Regions from separate parts of the Mus musculus genome. Here regions 1 and 3 are each linked to region 2. A link is a contact called in public HiChIP or PLAC-seq data. All regions are on one chromosome and are shown on one strand. Each heading gives the region's core, a stretch centred on a gene start, on an enhancer-like site or on the middle of the called end of the contact. The rest is flanking DNA. Distances are from core to core; before and after follow the strand shown.

What was found. HiChIP or PLAC-seq counts read pairs in DNA pulled down with a chosen protein or histone mark.
Region 1: an H3K27ac HiChIP or PLAC-seq map of SST interneurons shows a contact between it and region 2, with 7 times the contacts expected there. The contact joins two enhancer-like sites. A contact is called at or near these places in 1 of 15 datasets of contacts at CTCF or cohesin (pro-B cells), 3 of 484 Hi-C or Micro-C datasets (cortical neurons, liver and myocytes) and 1 of 115 datasets of contacts at active chromatin or transcription factors (SST interneurons).
Region 3: an H3K27ac HiChIP or PLAC-seq map of SST interneurons shows a contact between it and region 2, with 6 times the contacts expected there. The contact joins two enhancer-like sites. A contact is called at or near these places in 1 of 484 Hi-C or Micro-C datasets (the AML12 cell line) and 1 of 115 datasets of contacts at active chromatin or transcription factors (SST interneurons).

The regions. Positions count from the first base shown.
Region 1 is chr7:91,216,773-91,220,157 of GRCm38.p6, reverse strand. The region is part of intron 1 of Dlg2 (discs large MAGUK scaffold protein 2); the gene reads right to left. Among named protein-coding and RNA genes, the nearest start is that of Gm24552, 25 kb to the left of the region's middle. Within about 2 kb of position 1,632, at least 14 of the 459 cell types and tissues checked have an H3K27ac peak or open chromatin away from gene starts, as enhancers often do. A contact at or near this core is called in SST interneurons, where this site is marked.
Region 2 is chr7:90,608,570-90,612,097 of GRCm38.p6, reverse strand. It overlaps a transcript of Dlg2 not described here. Among named protein-coding and RNA genes, the nearest start is that of Tmem126b, 130 kb to the right of the region's middle. Within about 2 kb of position 1,882, at least 6 of the 459 cell types and tissues checked have an H3K27ac peak or open chromatin away from gene starts, as enhancers often do. A contact at or near this core is called in SST interneurons, where this site is marked.
Region 3 is chr7:91,441,136-91,444,486 of GRCm38.p6, reverse strand. All of the region lies in intron 1 of Dlg2 (discs large MAGUK scaffold protein 2), which reads right to left. Among named protein-coding and RNA genes, the nearest start is that of Gm24552, 200 kb to the right of the region's middle. Within about 2 kb of position 1,451, at least 42 of the 459 cell types and tissues checked have an H3K27ac peak or open chromatin away from gene starts, as enhancers often do. A contact at or near this core is called in SST interneurons, where this site is marked.

The DNA of each region.
Region 1 (3,385 bases), core at 383-2,882, 610 kb before region 2:
AATGATAATAAAGAGACTATCAACCTTAGACTGTGAGGACACACGAGGTGTTCAAGGAAGGGTAGTTGGGATGGGCTGCACAGAGGACAGGGAGAAGGGAAACTGATATAATTCTGTTTCCATTTTTAAGAGCTATGATAAACACACACACAAGGCACTCAGGATGGGATATGTGTAACTTCTAAATCACTAATGTTCCGAGCTTTCTAGCTTTCTTGGGTGACAAAAACTATAAAATGTCCTTTAAAAAAAAAAGAATTACATCATTATGATGACTCATCCTTAACAAGTTTAAAGTCTGCTTAACTCTATCATTCTTAAAAGAACCTGGGATTTTTTTTTAAAGCCCAATTCTACCAATAACCAGCAAGAGCACCAGTATAACCTGTTAACTCCTCTCAGTCCCAAACTTTGTATCCGAAAAGTGTGACTTATAAAAAGTGTGACTGGAGACACATACTGAGATAATGGTTTGTTCTGCACCATATAAAAAAATTCCTGAAATACCACCCACCATTTGTACACACAGGGCTCACTATCTACATTTATTATACAGAGAAGGAGAAGGGAAAACTAAACACTTCTTAATCCCAGGCTGGGACATCCCAACATCACTAAATACAGCCTGGAAGGATCACTGCATCCCCCGAGATGACACAGTGTTGTAGCACAAGATCCTCAGAGCATTGAGTTCTCATTACACCGTTCCTCCTTTCCTCCAGCCAGGCAAATGGTGGTTCCCTAGGATGGAGCTAAATGATGCCCCAGTGAGCAAGCAAGATCTCTGAGGCATACCACCTGGTCTGGTTTGCCTGCCCTCCCTGAATATTGGCACTTAGGTGGCTATAAGACAGAGCTGTAGATGATCTTCAAAAGAATGGCTGCAACCACAGACCTACCTGCATTATAAATCTCTCTGGGACACCATGCCCCATGTTCAGTAACACAGGCAAAGCTCTCCTCTTTACATAACTCTTCTTTTTAATTAAGGCCCAGGAGGCCAAATAAAGACTCTGAAGTAAATCTTGATGCAGCTCTCCTTTTGAAGAGTAATGGCCTTCATAAGAAGATATGTTTTTTTTTTTTTTTTTTTTTTTAAATCTAGGTCTCTTAACTGCAAACCCAAACAAGTACAATTAGAGTTCCCAGGCACTGTGAAGTTCATTAAGGCAAATCAAGAAGTGGTGCAGGTAAAATCTAATCTCTTGCCTCTCGCATCAAAAGCCCCCACACTCGCCCACACTCCATCTCTGGTGGACTAAGCCCTGTGTCTTTTCCAGACTGCCTCTCCTCTCAGCAGCCTCTCTGGTGAGTTCGCCTCCAGGGGCCTCCTCTGCTTTCTGTTGTTTCTGTAGCAGCCAGACTGTTTCTTTCCTGCTCCCTCCCTCCCCAGGGTGCTTCCCACTCCTGTGGTTTGAGTGTCTTCCCACTCCTGTGGCATGTGTCCTTCTGGAGCCAGATCTGTTCACTCACTCAGTCCCTCTGGCTTTTCCCAAAATGATCCTCCTATTTGAACTCACGTTGTTCACACAAAATTTTTTTCTAAATTCATCCCTCTCTCTACACCATTTCTGCTATATACGGATGAAGTGCTCATTTCCACTCTCTGACCTCGTTACCCAGTACATGCATCTGTCACCTTACTAAGTATGGTAATTAGACACCCAAATATGCACTTCCTCTAAACTACCCTGGGCTGCTGCAGAAAAGGGAATATGCTTCACTTATGGTCGGCCCCAAATTCCATTTCTCAGCTCCTGGAAGACATTTATGAATACATGAATGTTTCTAATGGTGACAGATACATCCCAGAACACTCTGCAAACTCTCTCCAGGTTCATTCAAAACGTTGTGGGACCACAAGGAAAGGAGAACCCAAATCTAGTTTACAAAATGCATCTAATTGACATTTACATCTCAGGTCATCAGCTAGGGAGAGGGAAAACAGAAAAGGTCTGGGAATAATGGGGATCTTTCCTCATTATTCTCAGTATGTGATTCAGATGCTCAAAGAACAGAGACCTCCCATATAAGCTATGGTTAGGACTCAGCACATTATGCAGACCGAGAAGTTGTTAAGAGATACTTACTGAATACATGCATACATGCAGTCAGTGTCTAACACTGTGAGGAGCATTTTTCTCATTGTGACCTAATAAGACCAACCAGGGTAATAACATTGCTATGTATAGTTGTGATACATTAAAGGGCATTTTCTTATGATTATTTATAGTAGATCTCTTGGCACAAATTGTATGAATATAATAACATACTGCAAAATTTCCCAACATTGTTGCATATATCACTGTGAATTTGCCGTTATAAATGAATCCTCTAAGGAAAAAATACAGTAAAGGCATATTTGCCACATGATTATTTGATTGTCTATATCCCCTAATGTATTATTTACTCAAACACTTGAAGTGCAGTCATCCAATAGGACTCCAGAAATTGGCACATTTCACAACAAAATATGCTGAGCATGTACATAAATGTATGTAAATGTTCTCAGGTTTGAGCCAAGTTCCTTGCCTTTGTTCTCTTTCTCTGACTTAGTCATAGAGAGACTCATGAGGACTTGGGGCCTCTGGCTTAGTCACAGAGAGACTCATGGGGACTTGCGGCAGCTCTGTGCTTCCAAACTGAAATGATATTGCCAAATAGTTACCTATATGCAAACTGAACTTAGTCCTACAGCTTTTGTACGTAGTGCATAGAAGACTGTATGGGAAATGAGCAGAAAGGACACAAAGGAAATCATCTAGGAAGAGCAGTTTGCAAATCAGTTCTCCAGACTAGTTTTTCAACCTTCCTTGGGGGAACAATGTAGAAATGCTGCCCTTTCCCAGGATTGTTGGGCAGTATGCTCAAACACAGCACACAAAGACCTCCTGCAACCCCACTTACAGCTTCTCAAAGCCTGAGTGAAAGAGGGTCAAGGCGAGGGCTAACCTTGTATTTTAGAACGAATCTTTATGTGTAATCCCTTGTCGGTTTCTCAAATCCAGAGGAAAAGCTCCCCTGAGACTATTTTCCCTTGCACTGTTTTTTTCCCTTCTCAATTTTACCTGTCAAACTGTAGTGGAAAGTGTGAAAATCAAAGGTTTTCAGCAAACATGCAAACATGACTTTTTTTCCCCCTGTCCAGTCTGTTATATTTCATACTCATGTGCTTTCCAACTTCATTCTCTATAAATATTGTTTTCCTGGTTATTCTATTTAAAAACAGTAAGGAGAATAAATAATATCACACTTTCGTTCTTTTGCTGGACACTGAACAACACTATCATTTGTGCCCATTTTATACAGAGCTCTTTCATATATCTTCTCTGAATCCCAGAAGATAAATAGAACATAAAATAGAGAGAAATCTAGTCTGTCTGCT
Region 2 (3,528 bases), core at 633-3,132:
GATATTTGAAAGCTATTCATCTGAAAAGGGATTAATAACCAAAATATACAAAGATCTCAAAAAATTAAATAGCAAAAAAATAAATAATCCAATCAGTAAATGGATAGATGAGTTAGACAGTTCTCAAAACATATAAATGATCAATAAATACAGGAAAATTTTAACATGCTTAGCCTTTGGGGAAATACAAAACCAATTACAATATTAAAAAAATGGAAATTTTATGCCAGTCAGAGTTCTTATCACTAAGAAAACAAACAAAAATACTGACAAGAATATAAGTGGGGATGCTTTCATAAACTATCAGTGTAAATATAAATTAGTCAAGCCACGTTGAAAAATACTATAGAGACTCCTAAAAGAACTAAAAGTAGAAAAACAATATAAACCTCTTATACCATTCCTAGAAATATGAAGAAAAGAATTTAAGTGAGCATACCCAAAGAGACACTCTTGTTTAGTGTGTCACTATTAACAATAAGTAAATTATGGAACCAACTTACATATGTACTAATATATAAAAGTGGTACGTAATACAGTGGAATTCCATTCAGCCATTTTAAAAAAGAAAATATTAATTCATTTTCAGGACAAATGGTGCAACTGGAGAGCATCCAGTTATACAAAATAAACCAGACTTACTCGGCACCAAAAACAAGCTAGAAGCCTACATCTCAGCCTTCACTTTGTGTTGGTTTCCTTTATATTAACTCAGATAAGAGCTTGACACTGCTTTACCCTGATAATCACTCAAGGAGTACTTATCTGACTGCTGTGCCCCATCTCCCTTCAAGACTGACGACACAGAGATTATGTCATCTGTGTCACTTAGCTATAATCCACATGGACTTCAGAAACAACAGATCCTCAAAAGGCAGACCACACTCTCAGATGAGGACCATTGTTACAATGAGAAGGTATCACCCTGGAGCACGAAATCACACTCTGAGAAACACCAGATACACTCAGGCAGTAGGCTTCTTTGGACTATCCTGCAGAGTCAGAACATAGACTAAGACCCATCTGGCTCCACCTTGACCAGGACTACTTCATTATGTATCTCTCTCTGGCTCCTCTGTTCAAACCTGCAGCTCTTGTCAGTACCCTGAAGATAGTCTTAGTGAGGTCACCAGATTCTTCAATTTACTCCTGTTCCCAGTGTGAACATATTGAATACATTTTCTCTGATGCCTTTTTTTGCTATCAGAAAACTAATAACCCAAACAAAAAAGCACATTTTTTTCATATATAGACTCTAGATATTTTTTGAAAGCATAAAAAGTAGAAGTGAGAAATTTTTGGAAAAAAAAAAGAAAACCAGTATAATGGGAAAGGAAGAAAGAAGAGGAAATAAAACAAGATACAGAGGTTAGAATAAGATCCAAAGATTATATACATATGTGTGTGATTCATATTGAAACTTATTTATACATTTAATGTATAATAGTTAAAAGGAGTGGACATTGAGTATCCTTCTCAGCCTCTATCCACCTTATTTTTGATGTAGGTTTTCTCACTGAACCTGAAGTTTACCAATTTTTCCAGCACAACTAGTGAGCTCACTACAGGGATCCTCCTATCCCTGTCTCTCCAGTTTTGAGACTGAAGGCATTTGCTGCAGCTGGCTTCTTATATGCATGCTGGGACTCTAAACACAGGTCCTCCTCACACTACACAACCAGCCCTCTTCCAATGTTTTATAAATTCTATATAATGGTCATTAAAAGGAGAATTGTAATGAAAATCCAAAGTGATTTTTAGAGCAAACTTATAGTGGTAGAATTCTGATCTAAAAATAAACTTTAGAAAAACAGGACTGAGCTGGATCTTCCATCGAAATCTAACCAAGAAAGCCAGGGCTGGTGGTACAGATCTTGACAGGCTAAGACAGAAGAGCCATGGCAAGCCCAAGGATAGCCTATGCTACATGGTTAGTTCCAAGCCTCAGACACTCTTTCTCAAAAACAAAGAGAAAATATTGGACCAAGTTTAGAGAAACAAATATTTTAGCCTGCCTGTATCAGTAGATTCTTCCTGCCTTCATTTCTAACATGCCACTCAGGCAAGCCACGCCAGTGCTGAGAGTGAGTAATTGAAAGAAACAGAATCATAGAAGCAACAGGTGCTGAACAGCTGCAGAGGGAGAGCTGGATTCCTCTCCAGACATCCTAAGAACCAGAGAAATGTTAATCTCTGATAACAAAGACACAGCAAAACTCGCCTTCAGGATCAGCCTGTCTTTACTGCATTTGTTCCTTAAAACTGTTGTGGGGCAATCATTTACTACTAACCAGGCTCTGAGGTACCAGAATTCACCCTTATCTGTTAGCTAAAAATTCTTTGTTCATATTTCTCCAAGAAACACAAATTTAATTGATTATTGTAAGTTCTCTCTCAAAATTTTATGATCCACAGACATAGCTATATATTAGAGACATTTGGAATTATGAATTAGATTCAAGAATATGAAAAATGTAATTTTCAGAGAAAGAGAGGTTGCTCAGTGTTTAACAGCACTGGCTGGTCTTTTAGAGAACCACTATATGGTTCTCAGGACCCAAATGGTGGCTCATTACCTATAACTCCACTTCCAGGGGATCTGTCACCCTCTGCTGGCTTCTATGCATACATGTGGCACACAGACATACATAAAAATTCTAATTCTCTACCTCTATTGTTTAGGATTATAATAATATCCATTATAATTGTATCCATTATAAAAGCCCTATGTAGAGGTATTATTGTCAATCTATCTTTTTAACTTTACAAAGAAAATTAAGCTATTGTTTTTACTATTCTAGAAGTTAGGAGCATGGAGCAGACATTAACCTGACTCTGGTAGAAGATGGCAGCACAACAGCCAGGTCATATGAAAAGAGACCACATCATCAACAGAAAGGAAGAAAGAAAGGAAAGGAGAGTCTGATGACGTAGGACTAAAGGTCTAATCATATGAGAACCAAATATCTAATACATGAATTGTGGAGTGACACATTCAAATAGCCTTGTGTGAGTGTATGTGTGTGTATCCTCTGTGTGTGTGTCTGTGTGTGTGTGAAGGAAAGGGGGTGAAAGGAAGAGGGAGAGGAAGAGGGAAGGAGATAAGAGTCTAGCTATGGAGCCTAGGCTAATCTGAAGCTTGTAATCCTCCTGCCTCAGCCTCCTATATGCTGAGATCACAGGCATGAATCACCATGAAAGACCCTGTCAATCAACTTCAAAGATGAGAAAAGTAGTGTAAATTATGATGAAGTAACTTGTCAAAACTTCAGTGACAGAATCAAGATTGAGTGAAGGCACTTAGCCACAGAGAGAACACTTCTACCTCATTATTGTTCATTCTTCAACTGCAAGATAACCTGAATGCACAGATCTGTCTTAAAGAGTAAACAATAAAGGCTGTGAATGGAGTAGATGCATGATAATACGTCCTTTTATTATTTCTGTCAACACACACAAAGCTGGATGGCCATAAACAGAAGAATCCACATAGGCTGTTGTTACAGTTTTGAATGCAAATGCTGAATA
Region 3 (3,351 bases), core at 202-2,701, 830 kb before region 2:
TAAGCTCTCCAAGGGTTGAAAAGCAAATCTTTACTTTTATCTCCCATAATGTTCAACCAGAACGCTCCAGAGTCAGTTGGCTGAGGGACTTTGCTGAGAGAAAACTTCTTTGAAAAAGGAGTTATTTCGCAAACAGGAAAAACCTATTTCAGAAGAAGTGTAGAGTCAGTGAGAATATGAAATAAATAACAAATCTGCAAAGGAAGTGATGATTCCTAGGAAATATGTAAATTCAACTCAGAACACAGAAAATAACCAGCTGGGAGAAGGAAGCAGGCTCAAGAAATGAACTCTGGAAAAGTATGGGCTTTTATTTCCTCTCCCAACAGTTCAGCAGAACTGCCAGGCGTGTTAAGTGGGGTGTGTGTTATTCATAAAGTCTGATCATTGTAGATATTTGACTTATTTGAGGCCTGTGAGTAGAGAGCTGGCATTTTTCCAGCTCCGTTCTATTTTTCTTGGTGGGCCTGTGACCCTTAACCTGTGTCCAGCCACGCCCTGCACCTGCTGCAGCCTTCTCACCTTGCTACATTTCAGGAACAAACAAGTGGGGAAAACAGGGGGTGGAGGTGGGGGCTGGGTATAGAAGGTGGTGGCTGACAACAAGGAGCAGAAGAAAGAGAAGATAAAGACTCCTCAGTGTAGTGAATGGGTCAGCTCATTGATTCTTTTTTTGTATGTTCACTTTATTAATTTAAACTAAATTCTTGAATGGCACTTTGACTAGATCAGGCTTCTCTTTCTTCTCAGATGTAAAGGAATAGAAGGAATATGGGAAGAGAAAGAGTGAGACAGATATTACATAATTTTCACTGTTTCTCTCGTGTGTCTTCATCCTCCACTGCACTGCTCCTCCCTTTGTCATCTTTCAGGGGGGCAACATTTCTGTGATCATTTTCGTGATGTTTCTTTGCCCCATGGACTGACACGTGTGTAGGAAGAAGGCCCCTAATTGTTTTTGTTCAACCCTGATTGCAGTACCTGATACCAAGTGGGTTCGCAATAAATGTTGAATGAATTGTCTGGCCCAGTCTGTCTGCAAATCTATTATTCAAAGACCTGGGGGGAAAAAGTAGGTCAAAGCTTACTGACCTCTCTCTGTCTCCGATGCTGTCTCTGTCTCTCTTTCTCTCTCGCCTTTGCACCTTTAAGAAAATAACCCACAGGCAGCCATGTTGGCTAGCCCAGTGAACACTTGAGAAGAAGACGTTTTCTTTCTTTTTTTTTTTTTTTTTTAATCAGATTTGGAGCAGGACATGGGCAAGAAGAGCACTGGAGTGAGAGATGACCCACTCTTCCAGGCACTTAGCTTGAATTTTTTTTTCAGACAAACACTCGACTAAAAGGAAATACTAGCTTGCTTTTTGCCACAGAGAACAGGATGAGCCAGGATGTTAATTAAATTACAAATCAGCTGTCTGCTTGCAGCTGACAGAGCTTTGTGCGCTTCCAAGCAACGTCAGATATTTTAAACCCTCTGTAATTACCTACAATGGAGAAGCTGCCAGCAAGGATGCCTTCATGAATATTTAACGGCTCTCAAGATTCTTTTTAAAGCACTGATGATTTGAATAATCAAGAGAGACCCTACTGTTACTTTGGGCTGCCCTCCATCTGTCCAGAGAAGATTCTAGAAGCCCAGTCAGGAGTACAGTCTTTTCCTGAGCTGGGTCCAGATTCAAGGGAAGCCAGATTCACCCAGGGAGTCACCCAAGAGTTAAACAGACCTGATTTCTTTGAATATGTCGTGATGTTTTGAATATGTTTGGCCCAGGGAGTGGCACTATTTAAGAGGTGTAACTTTTTGGGGTAGGTGTGGCCTTTTTGGAGGAAGTAGGTCACTGTAGGGGCGGGCAATGATTACCTCCCTAACCTCGTGGGAGCCGGTCTGCTCCTGGCTTCCTTGGATAAAGATGTAGAACTCTTAGCTCCTTCTCCAGCTTCATGCCTTCCTGGACTCTGCCTTCCTGGTATGATGATAATGGAGTGAACCTCCTGAACCTGTGAGCTATCCTCAATTAAATGTCGTCCCCATTTAAATGTTCCCTTGGTCATGTGTCTTTTCATACCCATGGAAACCCTAACTAAGACTTATATCAAAATGGAACCCCAGTCTGAGGTGCAGTGTTGTGAATTAAATCTACATAGGTAGCACACAGGTTTTTGTTGTTGTTGTTGTTGTTGTTTTGATTTTGTTTTTATTTTTTAGACTAAAAGGCTAATTTTAAATGGTCTTTTCTCAGGTAGTTCTCAGAACTGGACAGAGAAGATGTCACTCTGATTTCCAAGTGTGAAGGAAAGAGGCTTAGAGGATCTTCAAAATACACTGTGAAAATATGTTTCAAGACAGCAAGCTGCAGCCCAACATGGTCGAGGAAAAGTCTGTTCTAGCTATGGAAACATGAGTCCAAACTTCCATTCTGACACTTGCCTCCTGGGAGACCTTTGGGAAGTTCTTGAGTATCTCTGAGCGTCATTTAACTACAGTTATGCATAAAAGAAACAGGGTTTATTTCACAAAAGTAGAGGAGTTGAATACAACACTGTATTCCAGGTGCGCACTAAGGTTCAGGACAAATGGTGACTCCCCCATTTCATGAAATCTGAAGAACGTTGCAGTTTTCAGCTTTGTTATAGAAATAAAAAAGAGTGTAGCCCCCCTCCCGCCCGAGAGTAAACTTTCATTCAGCTGTTTCTATCAGCAATAAGAAGAGAAATATGAACAATTATTTGAATTCTTATCCTTCCACTCCTGAGGCCACTGAACTTAAGTAACCTCATAAAATCTCAGTAGTGGCTAAGAGTCATGTTCTGAAGAGATGATTTGGATAGCTCCTAGTCCATCACCTACCACATAATCTTGGGAAACTCATTAAAGTCTCTACGACTCACTGAAAGAGTAGGAACATGCCTATATCACAGGAATCTGCCAAGTGGCATTACATGGAACGACTTAGGAGATATTTTATACCCTTGTGTATAATCAGTAGGTAGCCTAAATTGTTTTTCTAAGGCATTTGATGCTGTAAATGACTTGTAGTGATTTTAAAAGTGGCAGAAACTAGAGAAATAATTCTACCTTTTCCTCCTCAGTATCTTAATCTGTTTCCATTCCTCTATGAGTCAATCTGTCTGGATGCCTACAAACACAACAGTTTACTGAACCCCTACTAAATGTCAGGTACCATAATAATGTGTTAGGAAAATAATATTACTGAAGACCCTGAAGGGAGTGCTCTCTGGTGCTTCTGGGAGCATAGAGATTTTAAAGAAAGAAAAAAAGATAACACATAGGAGGGAACAGAACGAGTTCCCTGCTTTTCGTGCACCAAGTTAGAGCAACAAGAAACA